Linked DNA regions of Mus musculus: all the other regions are linked to region 1. Evidence: chromatin contacts called from public promoter capture Hi-C data. All regions are on one chromosome and are shown on one strand. Each heading gives the region's core, a stretch centred on a gene start, on an enhancer-like site or on the middle of the called end of the contact. The rest is flanking DNA. Distances are from core to core; before and after follow the strand shown. Region 1 holds the start of Cox16 (cytochrome c oxidase assembly protein 16). Region 2 holds the start of Galnt16 (polypeptide N-acetylgalactosaminyltransferase 16). Region 3 holds the start of Ccdc177 (coiled-coil domain containing 177). Region 4 holds the start of Susd6 (sushi domain containing 6). Region 5 holds the start of Slc10a1 (solute carrier family 10 (sodium/bile acid cotransporter family), member 1).

Region 1 (2,610 bases), core at 79-2,578:
AAGCTTGGAATATTCATGATACAACTTATACAGACCATATGAAGCTCAAGAAGAAGGAAGACCAAAGTGTGATGCTTCAGTCCTACTTAGAAGAGGGAACAAAATAATCATGGGAGATAGAGGGTGGGAAGGTTGGGAGGAATAAAGGAAGGGGAGAAGAAAAAAAGGGGGGGCAGGGTCAGGTGGGAAGAAACAGGGGAGATGTACAGAGCCAGGATCAGGGAACTGAACAGAAAGGTGTGTTGCAATGGGAGATGAACAGGAGGTAGCCAACAGAAGGTCCCAGACACCAGGAAAGCAAGAGGTTCCCAGGACCCAATGGGGATGACATTAGCTGAAATACCCAACAAAGGGGAGGGAGAACCTGTAGAGACCATATCCAGAGGTTAGACATGACCCCCAGTTGAGGGATGGGGCCACCCACTTTTCTCAAAAATTTTAATCCAAAATTGCTCTTGTCTAAAGAAAATATAGGGACAAAGAGTGGAGTAGAGACTGAAGGAAAGGCCATCAGAGACTGCCCTACCTGGGGATCCATCCCATATGCAGCTACCAAACCTATTGTTGATCAATACCCATACAGCCATCACTATTGCCGATGCCAAGAAGTGCTTGTTGCAAGGAGCTTGATATAGCTGTCTCCTGAGAGGCTGTCAGAGCCTTACCTATACAGATGTGGATGCTCACATCCAACCATCGGACTGAGAACAGGGACCCCAATAGAGGAGTTGGGGAAGGACTTGAAGGAACTGAAGGGATTTGCAACCCCATAGGTAGAACAACCAATCAGATTCCCCAGAGCTCCCAGGGACTAAACCACCAACCAAAGAGTATGCGTGGAGGGACCTATGGCTCCAGGTGCATTTGTAGCAGAGGATGGCTTTATCTGGTATCCATTGGAGGAGAGGCCCTTGGTCCTCTGAAGGCCTGATGCTCCAGTGTAGGAGAATGCTAGGGCAGTGAGGTGGGAGTCGGTGGGGGAGCACCCTCAAAGAAGCAGAGAGTAAGGAGTAGGATAGAGGGTTTGCGGAGCAGAAACCGGGACGGGGGATAGCATTTGAATTGTAAATAAATAAAATAATAAAAAATTTTAAAAAGTTCAGTTACAACTGATGAGCCACGACTTAAAATGTGTTCATTAACCTGGTGCTACTTGTGCATTAGCTTAAAAACCAACCCCGCCCTTTATCTGAGTTTCTTGAGTCGCAGAAGTCAAGATCCAGAATATGCGAATTACAGATTTTCCAAATCGAAAAACCCAATTGCACCCGGCGTATCCTGAGGTCACGGAACCAGAGCTCAGAAGCCTCGACTTCCGGGGGAGGGAGGAAGCAGAAGTGCGTTAAGGCCAATCGTTTCCGTTTGCCTCGGGGAGGCTTATCAGGCGTGGACCTGGCACCCAAAGCCTGCGCTGAGTCTACAACTTCGCCTGAGACGTGTTGCGGGCCGCGCTGGGCTCGCTCTGGAAGCGGCTGACTAAGCAGGCCGCACCTTCTGCCATGATTGCGCCCGCTGTGTTGCGAGCTCTGCGTAAGAACAAGACTCTACGCTATGGAGTTCCCATGTTGGTGAGCGGCTGTGACGGGAGCAGGGGCTGCGAGTCCGGAAGGGGCGGGCCCTCTTTGGCTGAGTGGCGTATTGGTGCTGTCTTTCGGATACTGCTGACTAGGGGGTCTGTGGGAGCCACCGGAGCTTTGAGGTTTTTGTTTTTGTTTTTAAGTTCACGCTCAAAAGTGTACCTCGGGTCCCGCCATCCCCCACCCCCCGTTTCCTTTCCCTTCGTGAACGCGCGTGTTACTATCCCCGTTTTACAGTACCTTTCCTGGGTTAAATGTTGAGATTTTGCAAGAAGACTAATCAAATGTCTTCTTTAATAATTACATTCATTTGTAGTAATTATGTTCATAATTTGTTGTTTGATCATTGTTAAGTTAATTTGCTTTAGCATATTACGATATAAAAGAAAATAAACAAAAACTTTTAAAAATACAAGACATTTTTCTTGGTGTGGTTCTTGGCACGTGTGAAGTGCCTTTTGTATTTAAGCACTGCTAAAAGAAAGGTTGATTTTAGAAACGTAATATGTTTTTTTAAGTCGTCTTTGATGTGTCTGGATCTTGTTTTGATAATTAGGGAACTCTGCAATCTGCTTTAAGAGTTTTGGGGTAAGCGTTCGTTTTTATAAAATGACAGCAATTTACAAGGCATATATAAATTTTTTTATTTCTGCAAGTTCCTCTGCCGTTCAAAATCACGGATGTTGCTACTGACTTACCATTTATCACTATGGGAGTCAATTTGATTTTCTTTCAAAATTATAAAAGTCAAGATGTTATGGAAAGAAAAAAAAAATCTCAGGGCTAGGCTTTCTATGTAGACTTAGCACCCTGCCCTATTTTCGGGGCTACCCAGCAGGAAAGAGGCTCCTTTACAAATGGAAATTCCTTTCTTGGTCAGTTTTTAAATGGTCCTATCAGTCTTATGAAGGCACACTCTGGAACTCTGTCTAGAAAAAACTCTTAAGCCTAATTTATTTTACAGATGCCCTTCCAGAAGTTAAGCAAAGAGCACTTTCTATGCCCAATTTGAGAAATCCTCCTCTGAGTTCTG
Region 2 (2,610 bases), core at 39-2,538, 970 kb after region 1:
CCCCTAGTCTCCTTCCTCAACAGGTGCTGGGCCTGGCCACACGAAGCCATCACCAGCTGACCAGACGAAAGTGTAGACAGGACGCCCCCTACAGGCTCAGCTTGCCCCCACCAGGTTCTACTGTGCAGCTTAATCCGCCCCCCAACCCCTCGCCCCAGCTCCGCGGGAGCTCTCGGAGTACTAACACCGCTTTTGTTTCTCCTACTCGCTCAGATGTCTGGAGGGTGATCTCATGAGAGGGAACTGCCCAGCCCAACGAACACACAGTCCCCTTCAACTGCAGACCCTAGGGTTGGAGGCAAAGAGCGCTTATGAGTCAAGCCTTCTCCCCGCCCCTGGGGAGCCAGAAAACACCTCCGGGGAAGGTAGGGGTGGAAGCTGAAAAAATTGGTCCAAGTTGATCTTGGATGTGAAGGCGCTAAGCCAAGGGCAGCGCTCAGCGACCCTTCCCTTACCCACGCCGCCGCCCGGCGTCTTTTACCCCAGAGGCTGGAGACCCGGTGCGCACCACCACCTACGCGCTCTTGCTGAGCTCTGCTCCCACCACCCGCTCGCTGCACTCCAGGGCCAGCCGCCTTCTGGGGATGGCGAGACGCCCGCAGCCCCCTAGTCCCCAGCCCCGGTTGCGCGGGGCCGCGAAAGCCGCCACGTTCTCAGTCGCGCGCGCACGCCGGGCCCACCAAACTTGCAGCACTTTCTCCCTGCCCCCACATGCTGTCACCCTCCCTGCATCCAAGCACCCTGGCCCCTCCGGGCCCCGCACAGGTTGCCATAACAACGAGCAGGAATTCTCCAATATATACAAAGCCCGAACGGTGCTCGGGGCACGCAGCCCCCGGTCGGGCCCCGCGAACCTCGGCTAACAGCGGGGGGCAGGACGCGCGCCGAGGATCCCCGGCCCGCCGCTCACCCGGTGCGCAGAGCGTACTCACAATGAGCGGAATGGTGCGGTCCTCGCGGAGCTGCTCTGGTCTCCCGCCGGCCCTCTGCGCGCCGCGGCCGCTGGAGGATGCTGCATGGGCTCGGTTGTCCTGCCATAAGTAGTAGAAAGTGCCCAGGATCCAGGCTACGGTCAGGATGGCGATGGCATTGGCGCGGATCTTCCTCATGGTGGGCGGACGGGCGCTCCGCGTGGGGCCCGAGGCCGGCGTGCTCTCGGAGCCCGAGCAGGGGAGCTTGCTGCCCCAGCCGTTTGTTGTCGCTTGCGCCGGGCTGCTCAGTCCTGCAGAGCAGAAAAAAGAGAGAGGTGGTGGTGGTGGTTGGGGAGGGGGGGGGGGTGTGATAGGAAGAGACAGGAGCGCAGAGCGATCCTCACGGTCCTAATGCCCTTCAGCCCCGAGCGCGCGCGGCCCCGGGCGCTCATTCATTCGCGCGCCTAGCTGGCTCTGTGCTCCAGACGCCGCGGGCAGCCGGGGCCGCTGCGCACCCGCTAAAGAGCGCGCCCGCTGGGAAGTGGCGCGGGCCTTCCTCCCGCATCCCGGGTCTCAGCGAGACAGACGCGGGGTGGAATGGCGATGAACCAGAGCTGGTCTCTGCTCTCTCAACGCTCGGCTATCTCTCGCCCGTCCCCTGCCCCCGCGTGGCCCTGGTCTGTCTCTCCACCCACACCTAACCCACCGCCGAGCGGACCTGAGTCACCAGCGAAGACGCGCGACCCCTGGCCTTGGCCCGAGTCGCCTAGCTGCAGTTCCCGGCAGCGCTGAGAACTGAGCTCTGGCGCAGGGTTCAACCTGTGTTCAGAGAGTCCTTCGGAGGGGGCAAGGCTAGCGAGTAGGCAGTCTTGACTTTGCACCGGAATCCTTCTCGGAGACCCAGGATTCCATCCGCCTCGGTGGCCCGAGGGGGTGGGGAGTTGGAAGCTGATGCACTTGACACTCTGGAGAGCGAGGTGAAGCTGCGCTGCGGTACAACCAATGCAAGCACAGGGATGCGATCGCTGGACATCTTTCATTACCCTGGGGCTCCTAGCTTTCTCTTAGTTCCTATCCACACCGGCATCGCGGCTCCCTGAACTGTCCTGAGGCGTCATCACCGTTCCGTGAGAGTGAAGGGAGGCCATAGAGGCCAGGCCACAGGGTTCGATTAGTGGACAGAACCCTGTCTAAGAGCCCTCTGACACTTTTCTGACAAAGTGCAAAATAAGGTGGTGAGAGACAGGATAGACATCATTGAGATTCTGATTCTGCGGAGGCCCTGAAGTCGATGAGAGGTGAGAAGCAGGTGTGAATAATTCAGGCTCCAGGCAGAAGACAAGGCGGGCTAGGGCCTGTCAGGCAAAGGAAGACACACACTCGGAGCTCTGAGATACCAAAGTAGATGCTGCGGAGGAAGAAATAATTTATTGCAAACTGGTCTTCAGTAACGAACTACAGAAATGATTCCTGAAAGTATAGTCTTGCAAAGTGGTCTTTAGGAAGGCTTCCCAGAGAAAGTGGATAAATCTGGAGAATAGGAGGGTAATCCCAAAAAGGAAGAGAAGAATAAGGAAAGGGCAGGGACAGCCAAGGCCCTCAGGATAATATCTCATGAGAGCATGCTGGATACTGGCAAAGACCTGGTGTGAGTTGAGACTGGCCAGACTGGGCAAGTCTAGATACTGGAGGATCTTAA
Region 3 (2,610 bases), core at 56-2,555, 720 kb after region 1:
CCTCTAGTATGACTTAACCAGCCACCTGTTGGATGGTCCTACTCTAATGACGGAGAGGGGCAACTGCCCATAACTGGCATTCCATACCAGCTAATCTTCCCTCCTGGATCCACGCTTTCCGTGTCTGTCTGTCTGTCTGTCTGTCTGTCTGTCTGTCTCAGCATCCCACTGCTCCAGGCAGCCATCCTTGATCCCTCACTTCACACACTAGAGCCAAGCTTTGAGTGTGGTTCCTTCCACTGTATTTACAAACCCCCACCTTCCTCCTTTCCTACCACCGCTCCCTTTCTGGTTCCAACATTCCCTGTGCTGGGTACCTGCAGTGCCTCCCCAACTGCTTCCTTAGTCTCTTGGGCCTTGCCCTGTTGTTGCTAGAGTTATGTTCCTAAAAAGTCTATCTGCGGCATTATTTCCTTGTTCAAAACCTTCCCTTTCCAAAACAAAACAAAACAAAACAAAACAAAACAAAACAAAAACTTTACTTTCCCCTCATGGTTTCCTTTGTTTGCTTGTTTAGTTTCTCTGTGTAGCCCTGGCTGTCCTGGAACTCTGTAGCTCAGGCTGGTCTTGAACTCACAGAGCTCCACCTGCCTCTGCCTCCTGAGTGCTGGGATCAAAGGCGGGCATCACCACCAACCAGCCCTTCGGATTCTTTAGCATCATAGTTCACCACACTCTCTAATGCTACACCTCCCCCCCCCCCCCATTCCTTGGAGGATTCTAATCTGGGATGTCTTTGGCCACTACCACTCACGATGGAAGGGTAGGATGAGGTGTCATCAAAAAGCACTCATTACATGGCATCGATCAGGATCAGTCTCATCGTATGAAACTAGCGACTCGGAAGCAGCATCCGCTGGTCACTTGTGTTCTGCCGCCTGAACCCGTGTGTTTTTGTCGACTGTTTTTAGTTATTTAGGTGAGCAAACAAGGTAATGGCAATTTCATAATGTGGCATCATTCTTTGTTCTCATTCGTTCTCCCATCTTAGCTTTCCTTAAATAAATAAAAATCACTATTTGGACCAGGTGCCCTCTTTCTACCCAATTACTTGCTGACTTGTTGGTCTGCTTAAGATCCCTTTGAGAAATATACTGATTCCTTCATTGTACCCGCCTAAGGTGCCCAAAGACTAGATTTCTGGTGATAACTGCTATGTCCACATCTCTCTGTATTACGTATGTATGCATGCATTCATTTATATGCATACATGTGTAGTTACTGTATTTTTAATTGCTTTGTCGTCCTCTAAGCAAAGAAATGAATACCCTTAAGTGGCCACCAGGAGGCGCCAGGAGCAGCGAGAGACCTGCGGTACCTTGGCGGTAGAGGTGGAGATGGATGCAGAGGCGAGGGAAGAACCCAGCTTCCTTTTTTAAGAATCAGTTGTGAGCAAGGGAGCAGAGCTACGTTATTTTAGGGAGACTTTGTCGCACTCCCCCTCCCCCGGGTAGGTAGCGTCTGGGATGTGTGCTCCCAGTTCGTAGTCTCCCATGGAGAGACGCTGGCTGCTGCAGCCGGCAGTAACCCGACCCCGCCGGCGCAGGGACTGAAGAGGCGCCGGGGAGAGCAGCGAGAGGCGAACAAAAGCCCTCGGCAAGGGGGCCGGAGCCCGGACCTGGGGTAAGTGAACCCGCTCGGAGACCTAGCAGCTCCCAGAATGGAGCGGCAGGGTTTACGGCGCTCTAAGAGCCCACTCCCCTGAGATGCGGTGCGGAAACTGGTGAGCATCAGCGGCTGATGTCTGAGTCCACCATACTGGGGTTGATGGTACCTTTAACTACACATTCGGCCTTGGAGATCGGGTGCATCTGGGAGGATTCAGGTGCCTTGTGCATCTTGAGCAAACACCGGGTGGGGGCTGGAGGAAGAGGAAGGCAGAGAGCTCCCAGCAAGCCCCGCTGGAGAGGCTGGAGAAAGAATCCATCACTCCACTCGGAGAAGCCTTTGGAGACTCTTTTCAGCCCTTCCATCTCCCGGGGGCCCTGCGCTCCGGGTCCTTTTGGTAGAGAGAAATCAACCATAAACTTCTTCCTAGGCAACTGGGGCCCTCGCAGCAATGCACTTTGGCATGCACAGGCCCCTTCCCCTTTTGTGTTCTTGCAAAGCTGCATCCCAGCAGCCCGCCTAAGCTACAAACAAATAGCTAATCCTCCGGGGAATCCTCCAGCGCCTCCCTCGCTGGCTGCAGCCTTCCTTGCACTTCAATCTTTGCAGGAAGGGGATGCAGCTAGTGGGCCTCACGCCAATGTGGTCTCCTGAAAGGCCCTGCATTCTAGGTCTGAGGGAGACTGAGGCTGCTGTCTAAGGCCCAGCGTCCCCCCACCGCAACTGCCCAGCCTGAGTTTTTGGGGCATCAGTTTTAGGATTTACGTTCCATCAGGCCCCTGAGCCTAATCTGAAATCGGATTAAGTTGGGAGGGGTAAATATGGCTGAGGAGGGAGGAACAGCTCACAGATCCTCTATGTCCCCCCGCCCCTCTGTCATCTCAGGGACTCCAACAAAGAACGAGGTTCAGCTATGGTGGACCCGGTGCCAGAAGAGGAGAAAGAGGGAGCGGAGCCCGGTGGCTCTGAAGGGGATGAGGCCACAGCGTCCGAGCCCCCCGA
Region 4 (2,610 bases), core at 55-2,554, 690 kb after region 1:
TAATGAAAAATGCAAAGCTCAGAAAACTAAGAAGTCAAAGCCAAGGGCATGTCTCTACTAGTCTCCACTAGATGGTGACAGCCTGGGTGTAGAATTCCCAGAGCACAAAAGTGTGTGTGTGTGTGTGTGTGTGTGTGTGTGTGTGTGTGTATGTGTGATTTTATTATTATTATTATTAACCAAAGGGATTCTAACACCAAAAACCGATTGACCAGTGAAAAGTGGAAAGTCACTGCGGATCTTGCAGATCTAGAAAGGACTAAATACCCATGGCTTAACTGAAAAGGATAATGTCCCCGCACCTCTCTTCGAACCCCAACCAACAAGAGCAACAAAGGGCAGCACACTACCTTGTCACCAAAGAAGTGTGTGGCAACAACATTGGGCCTCTGCTGAACTAATGTAAAGTTCCCAATGAACTTAATGCCTCTTTGGGATCCCCGGCCTTGCTGCCCTCCCAATTCCGTTACAGGTAAGTTTTTCCACCATGGTGGCTGTCCCGGGAGGGACCATCAGTCTCACAAGTAAGAAAGTCTATATGTAGTTACAGTAAAACCGAAACAAAACAGGAAATGGGTTCGGCAAGTTTCAGCCCACATAATAAGAAAAGTTTTTGCGACTGAAGAGGCGACCAGGCGCTGGGGCTCCAGAACGCTCCCGCGCACAGGCGAGCGGCTGCAAGGTTTCCTCAGGAAACCCACCTCGGCCAAGCCGGTCCCGCCGTGCGGAACCGCGGCTTCGCTGGACTGGAGGGCCTCCGCCTTGCAGCGCGCTCCACCGAGCCCGATCTGCTCTCCGCTCTCGGGCACCGGCACAACCACGCCGCCGCCCTCGGAGCGGCCCGACCCGGCTACTCCCGCGCGGCTCGCAGTGCTGACACCGGCCGGCGCGGTAGCAGGCGGCCGCGCAGAAGGCCCGCGTCCCTGAGGAAGTGCTTGCCCGCCAGTGCCCTGACAACCGGCCCCGCGCGCCGCTGACACAAAGCCGGCCCCTCCAGCCCGGGCGGCGGTGACAACTCACCCGGGAGCGGCGCCGAGACCTCCGGGAAAGGGGGCGCTAGCAGCTCCCGCGTCGCCGAACCCGCTCCGCCGCTGAGCGCGCCCGCCTGCCTGCACTCCCTGTCGGGTCCCCCGCGACGCCTCGCGTGCCCTGGTCTGGCTCACGCGGCCGGGCGCTGACGAAGGAGGAGGACGAGGACGAGGACGCGAGCGGTGGCCGGCTCCTGAGGATGGAACGCGGCGGCGGTGGCGACGGCTGCGCCAGCGTCACTGGCCCAGCTGTACGACGCGGGCGGGGGAGGCCCCGCAGAGGGGGCAGGGCAGGGACGAGGCCTGGGCGGGGTCAGGCACGCACGCAACAAGCGCAGGCGTCGCGCCGCTGCGACCGCCCCGAGGAGTCACGCGCACGCGCCTCTGACCTTGTCTGACACGCCCCTGGCGGCGGGGGGAGGGAACCTTAAAGAGACAGTCACTCGAACTGCTCTGGCTGTAATACTCTAGTTAAGCCACCTTCCTAGAGGGCCCTCCGGTTCTTTTACTGTTATTGTTTGGTTATTATTTGGATGTTTTAATTACTGTCATTTGCAAGGAAGTATACTGTTGTTTAAGAGCCTCTTCTACACACGTCGCCCATTTAGGTCTTGAATCGCTTGCCTGACCTATCTTCAAAGCAGGTTATTATCTCCCTATTAAGCTGTACTCTAGGTTAGGGTGTGTAACTTAACTATCTCAAAAGTGTCCCGAGGGGGTTAGGTGGGGGTGGAAATGTAGATCAGGCCATTCTGATTCTATAACGCTGGGGTGGGCTTCAGGAATCTTTTTAATGGGTGTCCCTGAGTGCTATTTCTGCGCACTCAAAAACACCTGGCAGATCTTAAATGGAGGAAACTGACATTCCAGCGAGGCCTGGGGAACCTAGAGCTGCAGGCTTGGCCCCTAGCTTTTTGCTCTGCTTCTGAGCCTCCTTGAATTGCTTTCAAGCGCGTCTTAGGTGAGCAAATTGAGCACTGGTCAGCTGCATCCATTTAACAGTGACTCTCACTACAGAGGGGTGGCCATATGACAGTAGGAACTATCTCTTTGTGCCTAGGTACTTGGTACTAGGTACTTGGCCTGTCTTAGAGGTGCTCAATAAATGTTGAAGCACTCCTTGAAAATCAGTGACTCATAAATTAAGAAGGCCTGTTAGCCTTTTCTTTTTTTTTTCTTTCTTTCTTTTTATTTCTATTTATTTATTTATTTATTTATTTATTTATTTATTTCGAGACAGGGTTTCTCTGTGTAGCCTTGGTTGTCCTGGAACTCACTCTGTAGACCAGGCTGACCTCGAACTCAGAGATCCGACTGCCTCTGCCTCCCAAGTGCTGGGATTAAAGGTGTGCCCCACCATGCCCAGCCTTTTCTTTTATCTGTGCAAGTGCCCTACCTAGGATCTACTGGAGTTTTTTGTTTCTTCTTCTTCTTCTTTTTCTTCTTCTTCTTCTTCTTCTTCTTCTTCTTCTTCTTCTTCTTCGTTCTCCTCCTCCTCCTCTTCTTCTTCTTCCTCTTCCTCTTCTTTCTTCTTCTTCTTCTCAGTTCTCCTCCTCCTCCTCTTCTTCTTCCTCTTCCTCCT
Region 5 (2,610 bases), core at 65-2,564, 520 kb after region 1:
GCCATACCTGCCTCTCTAATGCTGCTGATGTTGCATGCCTCCCACCTGGTTTCCATCATGAGACCCACAGGCCCAACATGCAAAATAGAGCCATTGGGAGTGCAGTAAGAAAAGGCCACTCATCTGCAATGCCTAAAATTAACCTGCACACCCCACCTGCCCACAAACCTGGTAACTTCCTAGAATGCTATAAGCTGTCATTCTTGAAAAATAACAATGCCTCTTGGGAAAGTGGTTTATAGATTAGTCTTTGTTTGTTTGTTTGTTTGTTTGTTTTTGGTTTTTTGTTTTGTTTTTTTCGAGACAGGGTTTCTCTGTATAGCCCTGGCTATCCTGGAACTCACTCTGTAGACCAGGCTGGCCTCGAACTCAGAAATCTGCCTGCCTCTTCCTCCCAAGTGCTAGGATTAAAGGCGTGTGGCACCACCGCCTGGCATAGATTAGTCTTTAGAAACCCCCGCTACATGTCTGTCTCAGGGCACTTAGCTGAAACATTTCAGGAACTGGTTCTGACCAAAGTCTACCCCTTGGCTGGTATTTAATATTTAATAGAGCTTGCTTTATATATGGCCAAAAAATAGTGGAATTATTTTTTTTACCTGGTGCATCTCAAGCTTGCTACAACCTCACTTCCTTCTCTGAAGTCTCTCAAGTTATGGATACCTCAGGCACCAGCTAGTTACTCTCCACAGCTGGAGTTTCTCGTGAGCTGGGCTTTGGATAATCTCCAGGCTTCCAAGAGCCCAACGTACCCCAGAAAGTTTTTTCCCCTCTGGAGATAAGTAAGTCTTTCAGGGATTCATGGTGCCACCCCCCAACCAACCCCAACCCCCACAGGACACGTATGGTCTAGATATGGGCACAAAGCAAGGTCTCAGAGGAGGACAGTCATGGACACAGCCTCTCCTGAAGACAGCAACACCACATCGCCCCCCCATCCTGTCCCATGGCCCTCTGGCCTTTGCCACTTAGATGAGGAAGGCAAAGGCAGAAACAGTCTCTTTCTCTCGGGAACAAATGGTGACTCACTGAGGATAGGGAAGGCACCTTTTCCCAGGAAACAACCTGAGGTCTCCGAGACTGAGCTAGAAGCAGGAACTAAAGGGAAAGGTGGACATGTTTTGTTGCAGGTCCTGGATGGGTCTCAGAGACGCTATAGTGAAGCATGCTCAGCAGGGTAAAGAATGAACCCTGTGCTGGGTACGAGCTCCACTCGGCAGGCACAGAGGTCAGAAAACTTAAGCAAAGTAGGGGATCCGGGGAGATGAGGTTATGGGCTGTCTTATAACCACAACCGTGGTTCTGCAGGTTGCATAATCTTTTATTTGCCCACAGCTACATTTTGTCCAGAAACTCTGTCCTGAAAGAGGACTGAAGAAAACATCCAGCCAGCACTGGGCAAGGAAGGGCAGGAGCAGAGAGTGAGGTGGTGTTCACTGGGTCGGAGGATGGAGGCGCACAACGTATCAGCCCCCTTCAATTTCTCCCTGCCGCCTGGCTTTGGCCACCGGGCCACAGACACTGCGCTCAGCGTCATTCTGGTAGTTATGTTGCTGCTCATCATGCTCTCGCTTGGCTGCACCATGGAGTTCAGCAAGATCAAGGCTCACTTCTGGAAGCCCAAAGGGGTGATCATCGCCATAGTGGCCCAGTACGGTATCATGCCCCTCAGTGCTTTCCTTCTGGGCAAGGTCTTTCATCTGACCAGCATTGAGGCTCTGGCCATCCTCATCTGCGGCTGCTCTCCTGGGGGGAACCTGTCTAACCTCTTCACCCTGGCCATGAAGGGGGACATGAACCTCAGGTAGGACCGAGGGTTAAGAGGAAAGGGTGTGGGATGGGGTGCTGCCGAGATGTCATGATCTAGAGAAGATCTAGGCTGGAGCCAGGAGCGGGGAGGGACGTAGGAGCTGGATTAAGTTTGGCATTGATTGTCAAAGGTTTATGCTAAATTGGGGCAGCCTCTGGAATCTCTTTGGTTTAAATCCCAGGGGGAAAAAAAAAACATTAAGCTGGTCCAGAGGTATGTTAGACACCCCTGAACTCCCAGAAGTCTCTACAGGATCACTGTAAAGGAGAATAGATTTCGATGAAAGAGTTCCTCAGAACCACAGTCATCTGACTGGCAGGGTGTCAGCTCTGAGGCTGAAAATCTAGCAAGGGTATAATGGGTCCAGAACATTCCAGGAAGGCCAAGGTGACTTGGAACCAAACGAGCATCTTAAATTTCCTGCAGAGAAGAGACTCCAAAGGCTCTTCTCCAGTATCTGGGCATCCAAGGTATCTGCTAAGACCCTTTACCGAGTTGTCAGATGTGGTGAGATTGCCAACCAAAGAAACTTTATGTAGAATTGAGGCCCCAGCGATTGCCCAGGTTAGGCTGGGCTCCACTCAGTCTAACAAGAAGGGAGAAGGCTAAGACCAGCCTGAGCAGCCAGGTGGTGGTGGTGCATGCCTTTAATCCCAGCACTTGGGAGGCAGAGGCAGGTGGATTTCTGAGTTGAGGCCAGCCTGGTCTACAAAGTGAGTTCCAGGACAGTCAGGACTATACAGTAAAACCCTGTCTCAAAAAACCAAAAAAAAAAAAAAAAAAGACCAGCCTGAGCCTAG

Evidence for each region. Promoter capture Hi-C pulls out the DNA fragments that hold promoters and counts their contacts.
Region 2: a promoter capture Hi-C map of second pharyngeal arch cranial neural crest shows a contact between it and region 1. The contact joins the promoter of Galnt16 here to the promoter of Cox16 in region 1. A contact is called at or near these places in 3 of 39 promoter capture datasets (the HPC-7 cell line, cranial neural crest and second pharyngeal arch cranial neural crest).
Region 3: a contact with region 1 is called in a promoter capture Hi-C map of second pharyngeal arch cranial neural crest. The contact joins the promoter of Ccdc177 here to the promoter of Cox16 in region 1. A contact is called at or near these places in 9 of 39 promoter capture datasets (cranial neural crest, embryonic stem cells, hippocampal neurons and 4 more).
Region 4: a contact with region 1 is called in a promoter capture Hi-C map of liver, with 2.9 times the contacts expected there. The contact joins the promoter of Susd6 here to the promoter of Cox16 in region 1. A contact is called at or near these places in 5 of 39 promoter capture datasets (cranial neural crest, hippocampal neurons, liver and 2 more) and 2 of 115 datasets of contacts at active chromatin or transcription factors (acute myeloid leukemia and kidney).
Region 5: a contact with region 1 is called in a promoter capture Hi-C map of embryonic stem cells, with 6 times the contacts expected there. The contact joins the promoter of Slc10a1 here to the promoter of Cox16 in region 1. A contact is called at or near these places in 18 of 39 promoter capture datasets (the 3T3-L1 cell line, 3T3-L1-derived adipocytes, the C10 cell line and 12 more), 1 of 484 Hi-C or Micro-C datasets (cortical neurons), 6 of 115 datasets of contacts at active chromatin or transcription factors (embryonic forebrain, embryonic stem cells, epiblast stem cells and 3 more) and 1 of 9 other capture datasets (embryonic stem cells).

Annotation. Positions count from the first base shown.
Region 1 is chr12:81,483,855-81,486,464 of GRCm38.p6, reverse strand. It overlaps Cox16 (cytochrome c oxidase assembly protein 16), which reads left to right and starts at 1,328. Exons shown (of 4, transcript NM_001309809.2): 1 at 1,328-1,568. The coding sequence starts at 1,500. All of the region lies in intron 3 of Gm20498 (predicted gene 20498), which reads left to right.
Region 2 is chr12:80,517,668-80,520,277 of GRCm38.p6, reverse strand. It overlaps Galnt16 (polypeptide N-acetylgalactosaminyltransferase 16), which reads right to left and starts at 1,288. Exons shown (of 15, transcript NM_001081421.2): 1 at 933-1,288. The coding sequence starts at 1,109. It overlaps Gm26777 (a long non-coding RNA gene), which reads left to right and starts at 2,065. Exons shown (of 5, transcript XR_381753.4): 1 at 2,065-2,610. It overlaps 2310002D06Rik (RIKEN cDNA 2310002D06 gene), which reads right to left. Exons shown (of 3, transcript NR_045490.1): 3 at 2,324-2,610.
Region 3 is chr12:80,759,410-80,762,019 of GRCm38.p6, reverse strand. Ccdc177 (coiled-coil domain containing 177) reads left to right here and starts at 1,305. Exons shown (of 2, transcript NM_001008423.2): 1 at 1,305-1,623; 2 at 2,494-2,610. The coding sequence starts at 2,522.
Region 4 is chr12:80,789,226-80,791,835 of GRCm38.p6, reverse strand. Susd6 (sushi domain containing 6) reads right to left here and starts at 1,304. Exons shown (of 6, transcript NM_178682.4): 1 at 1,021-1,304.
Region 5 is chr12:80,966,783-80,969,392 of GRCm38.p6, reverse strand. Slc10a1 (solute carrier family 10 (sodium/bile acid cotransporter family), member 1) reads left to right here and starts at 1,314. Exons shown (of 4, transcript NM_011387.2): 1 at 1,314-1,804. The coding sequence starts at 1,449.